Linked DNA regions of Mus musculus: all the other regions are linked to region 1. A link is a contact called in public ChIA-PET and HiChIP or PLAC-seq data. All regions are on one chromosome and are shown on one strand. The core of a region is the stretch at or near the end of the contact, and the rest is flanking DNA. Distances in the headings are between cores, read along the strand shown.

The links. ChIA-PET counts read pairs in DNA pulled down with a chosen protein or histone mark. HiChIP or PLAC-seq counts read pairs in DNA pulled down with a chosen protein or histone mark.
Region 2: an RNA polymerase II ChIA-PET map of memory CD8 T cells shows a contact between it and region 1, with 12 read pairs. The contact joins the promoter of Stambp here to the promoter of Wbp1 in region 1. A contact is called at or near these places in 5 of 39 promoter capture datasets (the C10 cell line, cranial neural crest, hippocampal neurons and 2 more), 1 of 484 Hi-C or Micro-C datasets (Sertoli cells), 1 of 115 datasets of contacts at active chromatin or transcription factors (memory CD8 T cells) and 2 of 9 other capture datasets (liver and pancreatic islet).
Region 3: a contact with region 1 is called in an RNA polymerase II ChIA-PET map of memory CD8 T cells, with 68 read pairs. The contact joins the promoter of Dguok here to the promoter of Wbp1 in region 1. A contact is called at or near these places in 7 of 39 promoter capture datasets (3T3-L1-derived adipocytes, the C10 cell line, cranial neural crest and 4 more), 8 of 484 Hi-C or Micro-C datasets (CD8 T cells, LSK cells, the N1E-115 cell line and 5 more), 5 of 115 datasets of contacts at active chromatin or transcription factors (astrocytes, embryonic stem cells, memory CD8 T cells and 2 more) and 3 of 9 other capture datasets (adipose tissue, liver and macrophages).
Region 4: a contact with region 1 is called in an RNA polymerase II ChIA-PET map of memory CD8 T cells, with 18 read pairs. The contact joins the enhancer-like site here to the promoter of Wbp1 in region 1. A contact is called at or near these places in 3 of 39 promoter capture datasets (the HPC-7 cell line, cranial neural crest and neutrophils), 1 of 484 Hi-C or Micro-C datasets (the HL-1 cell line), 4 of 115 datasets of contacts at active chromatin or transcription factors (effector CD8 T cells, extraembryonic endoderm stem cells, memory CD8 T cells and 1 more) and 3 of 9 other capture datasets (adipose tissue, liver and macrophages).
Region 5: a contact with region 1 is called in a FOXA1 HiChIP or PLAC-seq map of pancreatic cancer cells. The contact joins the enhancer-like site here to the promoter of Wbp1 in region 1. A contact is called at or near these places in 4 of 39 promoter capture datasets (the C10 cell line, cranial neural crest and pre-B cells), 3 of 115 datasets of contacts at active chromatin or transcription factors (bone marrow-derived macrophages, double positive thymocytes and pancreatic cancer cells) and 2 of 9 other capture datasets (adipose tissue and liver).

Annotation. Positions count from the first base shown.
Region 1 is chr6:83,120,192-83,122,735 of GRCm38.p6, forward strand. It overlaps Wbp1 (WW domain binding protein 1), which reads right to left and starts at 1,270. Exons shown (of 5, transcript NM_016757.2): 1 at 1,012-1,270; 2 at 581-685; 3 at 1-96. The coding sequence starts at 1,080. It overlaps Ino80b (INO80 complex subunit B), which reads right to left. Exons shown (of 5, transcript NM_023547.2): 5 at 1,574-2,173. The coding sequence ends at 1,637.
Region 2 is chr6:83,571,235-83,573,778 of GRCm38.p6, forward strand. It overlaps Stambp (STAM binding protein), which reads right to left and starts at 1,270. Exons shown (of 10, transcript NM_024239.2): 1 at 1,177-1,270. All of the region lies in intron 1 of Gm21284 (predicted gene, 21284), which reads left to right.
Region 3 is chr6:83,505,686-83,508,229 of GRCm38.p6, forward strand. It overlaps Dguok (deoxyguanosine kinase), which reads right to left and starts at 1,284. Exons shown (of 7, transcript NM_013764.2): 1 at 1,063-1,284. The coding sequence starts at 1,204.
Region 4 is chr6:82,746,090-82,748,633 of GRCm38.p6, forward strand. The region is part of intron 3 of Hk2 (hexokinase 2); the gene reads right to left. Among named protein-coding and RNA genes, the nearest start is that of Hk2, 27 kb to the right of the region's middle. Within about 2 kb of position 1,267, at least 36 of the 459 cell types and tissues checked have an H3K27ac peak or open chromatin away from gene starts, as enhancers often do. A contact at or near this core is called in the HPC-7 cell line and memory CD8 T cells, where this site is marked.
Region 5 is chr6:83,481,334-83,483,877 of GRCm38.p6, forward strand. It overlaps Dguok (deoxyguanosine kinase), which reads right to left. Exons shown (of 7, transcript NM_013764.2): 5 at 14-129. Among named protein-coding and RNA genes, the nearest start is that of Dguok, 24 kb to the right of the region's middle. Within about 2 kb of position 1,283, at least 105 of the 459 cell types and tissues checked have an H3K27ac peak or open chromatin away from gene starts, as enhancers often do. A contact at or near this core is called in adipose tissue, bone marrow-derived macrophages, pancreatic cancer cells and 1 more, where this site is marked.

The DNA of each region.
Region 1 (2,544 bases), core at 20-2,519:
TTCATAGTAGTAGGTGCAGCAGCCAGTCTCCCCACAGCAATGACCAGTCTCACAGAGGTAGGGCTGGGTATTCACTCCTGGGCACAGCTCTCGAAGCTGGAGGCAAGGAGGCACTAAGAACCAGGGGCTTCTACCCAAGGCCCTGTCCACCCCCACCTCCTGCACGCACATACAGTCCCACCCACGAGCCGACCTAGCTTGGAAGGATGGCATGGGATGCTAAAAGGAGGGTCTATATGTAGGGCTATCAGTATGGAAGATTTAAAATGCCAGAAACTAGTGAGAAAGTAAAGTGTAAATACAGAGAAAGTGATATCAGTTCTTTAAACCCAATACTTTTCTCACAGAAGCCTGGCCCCAAGGGTGGTTTTTTGTAGGCTAATGTTTTAAAAGAAACAAAACATAGTGTGACAATGGGTAGGAATTTAAGGCCATTTCCAAAGCTAAAAAGCTTTCAACATCTCCCACCCCAAAGGTCTGCCTCCCACACCCCCAAGATGGTTTTTTTTTTCCACCCCTGGGTCTCAAGCTCCCTGGGGTAGAGGAGGCACAGTGTGAGACCCAGAGCAGTGCTCCCAACCAGATGGGATTGCTGTGGATGATAAAGGATGGTATCCAGGGCGCGAGTCTGGGTTCCAGCTCGTCTCCAAATTGCTCCCTCAAGAGAAGATGCTGCCGGACTCTGCTGTGACAATAGGCACAGAGAAAAACATCACAAATAACTGCTGCAAGACAGAGGGAACCTCCCTGGGGGTTTCACTACGCCTCTGGTAACTGGAGAGCCACTGCAGGCTTGCATTGCAACCATGAGATGGGGTCTAAGAGGGTGCAGGTAAAGTCAACTGCATCTACGTAATAAGTCTAGACAAAGAGTAGAATGGTCATGTTCAGGAACTTCAGAGTACCTTTGGCTCCATGAGCTCCTCCCCCACCCCGGACAGGAAGTGACAGGAAAGGGGAAAGAGAAATAAATGGCTGTAGTGAGATAAGCTTTTAGAGCTGCTGGGATACCTGCTGTTGCGGCGCCTGAAGTGACCCCCAGGCCTCTTCGCTGCTGTTCCTGCTGCTGGCCCGAGCCATGCCTCCACCTACAGACCCCTGAAGACCACAGCCTCCTCCACCGCCAGCTGCCCCGCCCCTGCCACCTCTGCCGCCACTTCCATGGTCCCTGCCCGGCCCATCGCCACCGGTGCCACCATCACTCCGCGGCCGGAGCTCCCGGCCGGGGAGAGCACCTCCAGAGGACACAGTTGCTCAGTCCAGCCAATCAGAATCGCTAACTAACAGATCAGCCAATAGGAACCGGTCACAGGTTTCTCCTTTTGCCCAATCCGCAGCGGCGCCTGTGCCGCTCTCCCAGACAACAAGAACTCACACAGACAAAGACAGGGGAAAGGCTCGACCAAATGCCTGACTGACAGCAACAATAGCCAGTACGGACAACAGAACAAGCTTTGACTTATCGGCCAATGAACGGCCGTTCAGCACAAAAATTTTCGCCGATTGGCTGAATGACTTTACACACTCAGGTTCAGACTCCGCCGGCTTCCCACTCCAGCAATTCGATACAAGCTGAGGCACTGTACGAAATTTAATAGGGTGGGGGAGACAGCAGGAATGTGGCGTGGGAGAGGTCTTAGGTGGCCAGGAGTGGGGACCCCGGGCCCTCGGGCCCTCCCAGCCGTAGCTGCAGGTTGATGCGGTAGCACTGTAGGCTGCAAAGGGCCTGGCCGGTGCGGGAGCAGGCATAACGACGCGGGTGGGGGCAGCCGGGGACAGAGCATCGTGGAGCGGGGCCCGATGGGGCAGGCCGCTGTGCCACCGCCGTGGGTGTGGGAACGCCGGGAGGAAAAGACAAGGTGGAGCCCTGTGCCCCGCTGCAGTAGCGCACCATGGGTGCAGGGGCCGGGGCAGCAGCCCGTCCTCCGCGCCGCTCGCCCCGCGCCGCCCCGCGCCCTCCACGCCCGCTAGGAGCGGCCGTCTTGGTGAGGCGCTCAATTGTCTGATTTTTGTGCTCCTCGGCCCTCCTCGCCGCCTGCAGCCGCCGCTTCCGTGCACGCTCCTCACGCTTCAGCAGCATCTCTTCGGTGAGGGCAGGGGCAGGGCAGCCCCCACCCACTGGCAGAGGCAGAGTCGGGGACGGCTGGCTCCGCGCCTTCTGGAGGAGGGCTCGCTGGGGAAAGAGACAGAGGATGTCTGAGAACCAAATGGCGAGGTTTTTGGGGTCACCCACCCCTATTTTCGTTTGTTTTTGTTTCGAGGCGGTCTCACTATATAACTTTGGCTGCCCTGTAAGTCACTATGTAGACCAGGCCAGCCTGGAGCTCACACTCTTGCCTCTGTTCCCTAGGTGCTGGGATCAAATGCTTGTGCCACTGTCCCCATCTTTAGGGACCCTTAATACCACACTTCTCTTCCCAGGGTTCCTGCCTCTCACTCAGGTCCAAAGGAGGAAACAAAAGTATGGTACCCTGCCTGCCCCTTGTGTAGGTTTTTGTTGTTGCTGTTATTTTAAATAGTATCTCAGGAAAAAACATCAACTTG
Region 2 (2,544 bases), core at 20-2,519, 450 kb after region 1:
ATTCCACCAGAGATGAAATGGTATTTACCGGGATACGCTTCCTCAGTTTTGAACACAAGGTTAATGCGGGGCTCCTTTCTAGGGTGAATATTCCTGACGCTGCTCACTAAACCACCCTTCACTTCAGCCCATCCCATTCACCACTTTCAGGGCCAGGTAGTTCATGCTTGGAAGCATCAATCCGTGCTTGTCCCCACAAGCCAAGCAGGGTGTAAACGGCAAAGTGACAGCACCTAGGTTGGGGTGGAACACTCTAGGAGTTCCTACTCATTGGTACCCAAACTGTAGGAATTTACATTCTTTCTAGATGTTGCTTCTGGGCTCCCTGGCACCATCGTTGCACATAATCCTGAGTGGAACGGGGTTGTCGGTGTGCACTGGATAACAGCACACCCTAGCCAGCCTGTTCTAGAATACACTCATCTTGGGTCTGAGCAGTCTTGTTTTTCCCATCTTATTCCTCGGTCAGGATTCCCATCTGCCCGGGGAGACGCAGATTACAGTGTTGTGCATTCAGCTATATCTCAGTTCTACTCACCTGTCCTCAGAGGTTGTTTTCTCTAGGCCAGTTCTGCTTTAGCTTGCCCTAACTTTGCGGTGGCATTTTGTCCACGAAGTTTCCCCACTAAACTCCCTTTTCTAGCAAAAGCCGAGGGCTGCTAGGAGTGTGGGGACATTGCGAGTGTAAAACACATCCTCTTGAGAGTGTAAATCTGCCCACGTCCCTAACCGCCGAACTGGGCACAGCCCAGAAGAGCTCATTGGAATGGGATGCTGGCCATCTGGGCACCTCTCGAGAGAGGCACTTGTGGGTAAAGAAAGGACCATCCTCCAGAAGCCATCGAGTGGCTCGGGACAACATGGGGTTCAGCAACCCTGCAGAGCGTGTGTATCGGGAGAGGGATCCAGCAGTAACTGCTGGCAGCGCCCATCTAGAAGGCACTCAGTCAGGTTTCTCCAAAAATGCAAGGCACTCAGTCAGGTTTCTCGAAAATGCAAGGAGTGTTGAGACCAGGCCTGGCTGGTCTGAAGCCAGCCCTGAAGACAGGGCCATCCCAGAGCTCGCGCGCGGCCGGCCTGGGCCAGGGACACGGACCCCACACTCACGGCCTCTCCCCGCGGGGTCCCACCGCGCCAGGATCCCCAGTCCCGCTGCATTCCCGGGACCCTTCCCACCTTTCGTGAAGGATGACAGTCAGAGCTTCCGGAAACGTCACCTCCGATGACACGCCCACTCTCGCCACTCCTTCAATTACGCTCCACGGATTTAGGACCTGGTGTGGAGAACTGGTGGGTGGGGCTGGAATCTTCCACCAATGAGAGGGAGCGCTGCAGCGCTCCTTTTGGTAAAGAAAACGAACCAGGAAGGAAAGGGAACCTAGTGAAAGAGGGGACTGCAGCAGAAACCAGTATGCTTTTCCCCCCATTAATTTATCTTTTTATTCACTTCACATCCCTACCGTTGCACTCCCCGCTCTCCCCGCCCCCCCCCCCCGCGACGCACAATCCCTCCCTTCCTCCCTCTGGATATCCCACTCCCCCTGACTGTTGCACATCAAGTCTTTGCAACGCTAGGCTCATCCTCTCCCCTCTCCCGCTGAGGCCGGAGAAGGCAGCCCAGTTATGCGAACGGGACCCACAGACAGGGAACAGCTTTAGAGACAGCCCCCACTCCAGTTGTTGGGGGACCCACATGAAGACCAAGCTGCACATTTGCTACATATGTGTGGGGGGCCTAAATCCAGCCTGCTTATGCTCTTTAGTTGGTGGTTCAGTCTCTGAGAGCCTCCAAGGGTCCCATTCTGAAGCAGGAGTTTCCTGCCAATGGCTCCTCCATCGGAATAATAGCGAATTAATATTTCAAGGGGGATCGCTATCTAGCTTGTCATTCACAGCAGAGCTGACATCGCCGGTTCAAACAAAGCATCATGGACTACCTATCTACATAGCCACCCTCTGCCAGTCGGTCCTGTTTTTGTTTTTTAAACTTACATTAATTTTTATCGTGTGTGTGTGTGTGTGTGTGTGTGTGTGTGTGTGTGTTTGCACGGTGTACTGGCTAGTTTTGTGTCAACTTGACACAGCTGGAGTTATCACAGAGAAAGGAGCTTCAGTTGAGGAAATGCCTCCATGAGATGCAATTGTAAGGCATTTTCTCAATTAGTGATCAAGGGGGAAAGGCCCCTTGTGGGTGGGACCATCTCAGGGCTGGTAGTCTTGGTTCTATAAGAAAGCAGGCTGAGCAAGCCAGGTGAGGCAAGCCAGTAAAGAACATCCCTCCATGGCCTCTGCATCAGCTCCTGCTCCCTGACCTGCTTGAGTTCCAGTCCTGACTTCCTTTGGTCATGAACAGCAGGATGGAAGTGTAAGCCGAATAAACCCTTTCCTCCCCAACTTGCTTCTTGGTCATGATGTTTGTGCAGGAATAGAAACCCTGACTAAGACACACGGTGAGGATGTGTGCAAGTGAGCATGGAACGGTAATTGTCAGAGGGACACCTTGTGGGACAGTTTCTTTATTACCCTATGGTTAAGTTCTGGGAA
Region 3 (2,544 bases), core at 34-2,533, 390 kb after region 1:
GACACTCAAAGGGCGATTTGCTGAATGAATAAAACGAGAAACTATTTGCTGCTAGAATGTCTTGAGCAGCCCACACCTGATAGCATTATCAGCATCTGTGCAGAGCTAAGTACCCTCAGAATTCAGCAACAGTGAGTTGAGCCATTTTCCTTCCATGTTGCTTTTTTGTTTTTTAAGATACTGGGTTACTTATAACAAAATATATAATAAGTATCTATTTCTAAATTTAAGAAGCATGATCCTTCCTAACCAGGCAGGCAACTTTCTGTGAGTTTGAGCCCAGCTTGGTCTAAATAGCAAGATCCAAGCCAGCTAGGGCTACACAGTGACTGTTTCAAAACAATAGAACACTGTCATAATAATTTGTAGTGCAATTAACATGGGGGTACAGCAAAATAGTGAAAATGGAATCTGTTAAGAATTGATCTAAGCCAGGCGGTGGTGCCACATCCCCTTAATCCCAGCACAAGGGAGGCAAGGGGCAGGCGGATCTCTTCTGAGTTCTAGGCCAGCCTGGTCTACAGAGCGGGTTCCAGGACAGTCAACGCTACACAGAGAAACCTTGTCTCAGGGGAAAAAAAAAAAAAAAAAAAGTCTAAATAAACAATGGCTCATTTTTTAAGTGTATGCCCCAAATACTGCATGTGACACACCAAAATTATCTTAAACTATGTAAACTGGACATTTATTTTTATTTTTGCTAAATCTGGTGATGCTATTTTAGGAAAAGAACCGGCACACTGTCGCATCTATTTCTAGCGAATGAAACATGCCAGTAAACCAGTATAATTCTGGGGCTATCTAAAGCCTGCGTCAGGCTATTACGTCCCCGTGGGTGAGTAGGTGGGCGGGTACTGGGGCCCAATGTCTCCCAAAATCAAAACCCGCGGTGCACTGTGGGAGAAAGGCCTGACATGCAGAACCGGCCGGCAGGTTGGGCGGTGGCAGCAGAAGGGGTCAGGTGGGCAGGGTGGGACAGATCTGAGGCCAACTTCTTTTCCCAGCCTCTCAGCCACCTACTCGGCGGAGGCCAAGGCTCGACAGCCACTTTCTGGCCCTTACCGATGTTGCCTTCAATGCAGAGCCTTCGGGGGCCGCCCCCGTCGTGCATGGCCCTGGCGTGTGGCGCGTCCACGAGCGCGTTCCGCAGCGGGGAACGGAAAGACGCTCGGAGACGACGCAGAAGGAACCGACCTGCAGCCATCCTACCCAAGCCGAGCAAGGCGGGCACTTCCGCCGAGAGCACTTCCGCCTGCGATCAAGCGACGCCAGCGCACCTTTGACGTCAGAGGGCCGTCAGGCAGGAAGTGGCTGGTTTTAGCTCTCTAGGCGGGTGAGGCCGCAGGAGCTGCTCTGTTCTCGCGACATTTGCAGGGACGATGTGGGAGTGTCTCGGTGTTGTGGTGTAGGAGGGTGTGCTGAAGTAGAGTTCAGGCGTCCGTAGCCCTCTCATCGTTTTAATTAATATGTGTATATTGCATATTAGTATGGTGTACAGGGTGAGTCGCAGGACAGTCAGGGCTACACAAAGAAACCCTGTCTTGAAAAACAGAACAACAAAAATCTTGTTATACTTATTTATTTTGATATTTTGAGACAAGGTCTCATGTAGTGCAGTTGGTCCTCCTGCCTCCCCGTCCCAAGTGGTGAGCCTACAATGTGTGTTCCAGCATGCTCATTACGTATCATTTTACTTACTCATTAATGGCGCACTTGTAGAGGTCAGGACGACTTATAAGAGTCTGCTCAAACTCAGGCTATCAGTCTTGGCAGCTAGTGTTTTTACCTGCTGAGCCGTCTCACTGGCCCTAAGATAAATGCCTTCTTCCTCCATACTTTGGGACTTTATTGCCTACAGGAAGAGACTGGACTGTTTTAAGCAGGAAGGGAACAATCCAATAACTTACACAAGTAATGTTTCGCATCCTGTGTAACTGTCAGCACAATGTTGGACCATTTATTTTATCACACCCCATTTTATTTTGACCTTTAAATAGGTAAATGTTCACTTGGAGGAATCTCATCAGGATAACGAGTTGGATTAAGCATGGTATTGGCTCTGTAAGAATGAATCCTGGAGAGGAGACATGTACAGGACTATATGCAGTGAGTGAGGGGAGAGGAGGCATGGAAGAGACTTTCTGAAACATAAAATCTACAGTCCTGCAGTTGTTGGAAAGATGTGACCTGTGGAGCCTAGCACACACAAAGCTGTGGGCTGGATCTGGAGCAGAGAACTCCAGTATGGTGGCACACGCCTGTAATCCTAGAACTTGAGAGGTGGAGGTAGGAGGCTCAGAAGTTCAGTCATCCTTGGCTACACAGTGCATTGGAGGCCATCTTGGGATGTACGAGACTAGCTCAAAAAGGAGGAGGGGGCTTGCAAGTTGACTAAAGGCACTTGCTGCTAAGCCTGTTCACCACAGGGTCACAATCCTCAGGTCCCACGTGGTGAAATGAGAGAACCACCACCTGAAAGGTGTCCTCTGACCACTGCACTTAGCCTTGGCTACAACAACTATAATCTAGGTAGGATTCTCGTGG
Region 4 (2,544 bases), core at 17-2,516, 370 kb before region 1:
CTATTTTTGATGTCCAGTTTCAAAACAAAAGACAGGGCAATGGCTGCAGGACCCACATAGCCACCTCAACATGCAGAGAGGTGCACTCCTGATAACTCAGGCTTCCAGTCAAGCCAGAGCCCACCAACCGAGAGGTCCCCTGTCACCTACTCCATACCCTCAAAGAGAAGCTTAGCTCTCTAGATGTTGAGAGACAGAGGGCAGGGCACGAGATATAGCGAGTAAGCAGAGGCTGGAGAGGGTAAACAGAGTCCACGGAAAGAGGGCCAAGTGGCAAGATGGAAAAGCGTGGAAGAAGGAGTGGAAGAATGGAAGACAAACAAGTGTGTTCCTTCCCAGAAAGGAGCAAAGGGCCAGCGACACGGCTCAGAGGGTTGGCATTTGGTGCCAAGCATACAACTTGAATTTAATTCCTAGAGAGAAAGCCGACTGCTCCATGCTCTCCTGAAGCCTTCACACACCCCTCAAGAGACCCAGCAAGCTCTCGAAAATCTCTCCAGATCTCAACAATAAGGGATGGGGCTAACAGGCCCACCGGCTCCCTGATGTCTGGGCGATGAGCAGCTGGTGGAGTCAGGAAGGAAGGCAGCCTAATCTAGGAGGAGGCAGTGCTGGCTGAGCCCCCATCCTGGGTCCTGCCCATCTGTCTCATCCGAAGCACGGTTACCCACAGTTGATGCTGAACTTTGAACCTCCAGTCCAAGGCAAGAGCGGTGTTTGTTAGTTTTTCTTTATTCTTTCCCTTTTTTCCCAGCGCTGAAGACTGAACCCAAGGCCTTACACATGGTATGTGAGCTCTTTGTCACCTTACAGCCTTTAGGGTGAATATCTTTATCCAAAGGAAACAAGTCACAGAAACATCAAGCAGTCACGGGAATTGGGGGGACCTTAATCTAAGGCAAGGAACAAAATATATCTTCCTAGTCCCCAGCCCTTACCTCTGTTCCTTCCCCAGCCGCCTTCCCCACAGAAGGCAAGAAAAAAAAAGCCCCTACATTCAGGAGGCTGAGACAGGAAAATGGGGAATTTGGCAGCCTAGGCTACCTCTTGAGAGCCTGATATCAAGTCAAACTAAATTCAGCTGGCTGGTCACATTTTCAGTTTGCCAGGCTTCATGTGACTCGTGGTTTCCCACAGGGCAAGTCCACTGAGAAAAGGTCTGAGTAAGCGGCAAGATCAAAAGCCTACACGCTTCCTAGAAGGAAGAGAGGAGACAGCTGCTCCCCTGAGTTGGAGGACCAACCCTCTCTTCCTGCTATCTGAGGACGGGGCATGAGATGCTAGAGAACTCAACACCTTCCTGCCATAAAAAGGCTCAAAGGGCATCGGTCTGCCAGCTCTGTGCTCCACACATTTCCTTTTCCTTATTGACAGGAGGATGTCTCACTCCTCTTGTCCTGAGATAGACCTAAAAAACCTCAGCAGGGTGTGCGGGCGCCCGCCGGGGCCAGCATCAAGAAGCTGAGGAAGAAGGGGCACCAAGTTCTCTGAGATAGAAACCAGTGAGCAGAAGATAGAGTTCTCTCCCGACAGGTTCACAGCTCTTAAGGACTGTTGCAAGTCTGAGGCTTGATAATTTAGCTTTTGATCTAATAAAACTGCATTTTAAAAATCTACTTCTTCCCCCTTTTAAAAAACTGGGCTGGTAAGATGACACTTAACAACAAGCCTGACCACCGGTGTGTGAACCCCAGAATCTACATAGTAGAGAGAATTGATTCCCACAAATTATCCTCTGACCTTCTCTCTCTCTCTCTCTCTCTCTCTCTCTCTCTCTCTCTCTCTCAATGTAGCTAAAAGAAAAAGAATAGAAATGATTTTCTTTAATTTTGGTGGTTTGAGATGTTTTCACTATTAGGTATTTTATTATCAGGTGTCACATTTTAATTATTTTCATAGGTTTGACTTTCATTTGGAAACAAGGTCACACTATATATAGCCCAGGCTGGCCTTGAACTCTCAATCCTCCAGGCTCAGTCTCTCAAATGCTAGGATTACAGATGTGTACCTGGCCCCGACAGTCTGAGATATTTCAAGGTAAATTTGAACTTTTGGGATCATGAGTGTTAGAAACAGATTCTCTTTCTAGGTGGACAGACACACTGCAAATGTCAACTCAAGTGGCAAGCCCTGGCCAGGCTCTGCAGGGAAAGCTGCCAGGACCATGGGATGCCTGTGACCTTCCTATTATAGAAGAAAGAGGTCTACGGAGACGAGATTCGCCCAACACATTGCACACACATCGCAATGTGGTTTTTCACAACCACAGCCAAACTTCTGGTGTGTTTTTGGCATTGTCTTACTTGGTTCTCAAATATTTGTCATCTGGTAGCAGGGCCCAGAACGAGACAGAAGCAATACGGAGAAAAGGCTAGCACATTCTTCATGAGGGGGAACAACACCGATGAGGTACAATACAGAGCAGGAAGACAATCTGAAGACTGGGCACGCTCCTGTGTAGAGCAGCAGGCCCCAGCAAGCCTGCCAGGTGTTGAAGTCACCACAGCTCCCCTCTCAGCCCATGACCTAACTAGCACCCTACCA
Region 5 (2,544 bases), core at 33-2,532, 360 kb after region 1:
GTTACACACTTACTTGGTAGTCTTGTTAATAAACCAGTCTTCGTGCTGACTATGTAGCTGTTGAAGATAGGCCAGCTCAATGCCCTTTTCTTCTTCTCTATCCCTCTGGTAGAGTCTCTCCATACAAACCTAAAAGACAATCCCCCGACTCTTACATTTCAGTCTTACAGGGCCAAGCAACCCACAAAATGTCTGGATGTCCTCTTTGGTACCATGGCCCATGACTGCACCTGCTGCTTCTTGCCTTGCTCAGGGCACTGGCACCATGTTGTCCACTTCTGCCTCAGACTGCCCTTCCTCGGAGTAGCTTCAGATGGTTAGTAGCAAACTCCATCCACCCAGCCAGCCGCACTGGGAGCCTGAAACTACCCTTCTTTGTCTTCCTCCCGAGCACATCAAGAATCCAGGAGATTCTAATCTCTCTAGCTGGCCCTGTCCTCTCACCTCTGCCTTGGCGTTCATGCTTTTCATCTGGACACTTCAAGAGCCTGCTGCTTTCTTTCTCCTGGAGGTGAAGAAGTGCACGAAGAGAGCATGGGCCTAAGAGTCAGTCATCTGTCATAGTCATGTGTGGGGCAAGCAGTTTTGGTGGGCTGCTTTTTCTCCATCCTCCACCCACCCGCAGGTAACTGAGACTGCTCTGAGGTAAGGCACATCTAGGATTGCCAAAGTCATTCTGCCTTTCCAGTTTGCCCTTCACTCCAGCCTTCTATGGTTCTTGTGCCCCTGCTTAAAATATTTGCTCCACAGGCTGCTTACCAGCTACAGGCATAACCAAAGACTTCAAGAAGTTATGAACTTGCTATCCTCCTGCCTCAGCTGTCCAGGTGGTGGGATTATATGCATGTGTCACTGTGCCTGGCTTGTGAGAGCCACTCTACTTATAAAGTGGTAAGCAATTTGAAACATCTCTAGATCAAGCACTCACTCTGGAGTAGATGAAACATCTGCATAAGTCAAATGAAATGAATCAAATGAAACCTGAGTCTTGACATGAAGGCCCCTCTCCCTGCCCCTTTGCAGAGCTTCACTCTGCCTCCACCTGCAGGTCTGAGGGTCTCTGCCCCTGAGAACTGTGATTCCTTGCCACAGCACATAAGGCCACAGTACTTGTCCTCAACTTCCTTAGTCCCTCCCTTGCTCATGGCTTTGGCCAGATTTGGCCTCCTTCCTGTGGGACAAGCCAAGCCCCTTCACACTTCAAAACCTCTGCTCCAAATGTTTGTTTTGCCTGAATTGCCCTTGTTCCTCTTTCTGCCTGGTCAAATACTTCATTAGTCAATGTCAACTGTCCTCAGAGTGTGGGCAGATTAACCCGCTGACTTAGGACTCCACCCTCCCCCATGTCCCATCTTTCCCTTAAGGAAATGAAACTATGCAAACAAATTCTCTTTAGCACCTTCCCTCCCCAACCCGCCTGCCTGCCTGCCGAGTTTTATTGTCTTTGACTTTATTTTGGGGGTAGTTCTAGGTGTGCTCCAGGCTGACCTGGAGCTCTGTGACCCGTGTTTCCTGTACCCTCCTGCCTCTGGCTACTCTGTTCTCCTCACTCACAGCACCACACGTGACTGAGCTTTCAGCAGTTTATGCACACATGCGTTCCTGACACCATCTCCTGAGAACGGAGAGACACTATCCCACGGCACACTCTGTTCTTAGGCTTGCTCTTCTCACTTAACAGTGCTTCACCGTTCTCAGCACGGTTCACACCTAGAAATCTAGCACAGGGTAGCTGAAACCTGAATGCTTCTAGTGAGTTCCAGGCCAGCTGGGCTATGAGTTTTAAGACCTTGCCACAAAAAGGCAGCAACAAAGAAAGCCAACCAGTACAGTGCTGTAGAGTAAGTATTCTGTTTTACAGTACAGTACACTCAGCCAGGTCCCCTAATAAGCACTCGGTCATCTCCAGTGCTTGGCTATTACAAACAGTGATGCACGTAACAGGGCAGTCTGTCTGTGTGCCAGCGTATCTACGGACTCAACTCTAAGCACCAGGATTAACAGGGCAAAAGGAATGAGCTCTTCCTACAACTGCCCAGCTGCCTCCTCAGAGGTCACCCATGCTACATTCCCACTAGCAAGCAGCTTCAGCTAAGGTACTTAATTTTTCCTCTGAGAGAAAAATATCTTCTGGATTAGAATAAATGAATATTTTAAAAAACATAATACAATCATGTTTTCAAATACATACAAGGACAGAACAATTCTGGTAAAAGCTATTCATAATTATCACCCAGTGACTACAGACAACCATTGATACCAGCCTGGATCTATTAAAATCAGCATTTCCCTTTTTATTATGAATTTGCTAAACTGAGCAAACTTTTCTTCCCTCTACAGTCTAGGCAAAATCCTATTTTGAATATTTGGCATAATTCTAATTTTACTGACATGATTATAATGAATGATTTTAAAATTCATGGGACAGTTTTATCGTGGCTCCACGTCATTCCAGTGCACATGGGAGTACACACTAGACTGTGATGGGAAGCCAGTGTGGGGAGAAGTGCAGGGACCCTACGTCCAAGCTTCCTGACGTGCCAC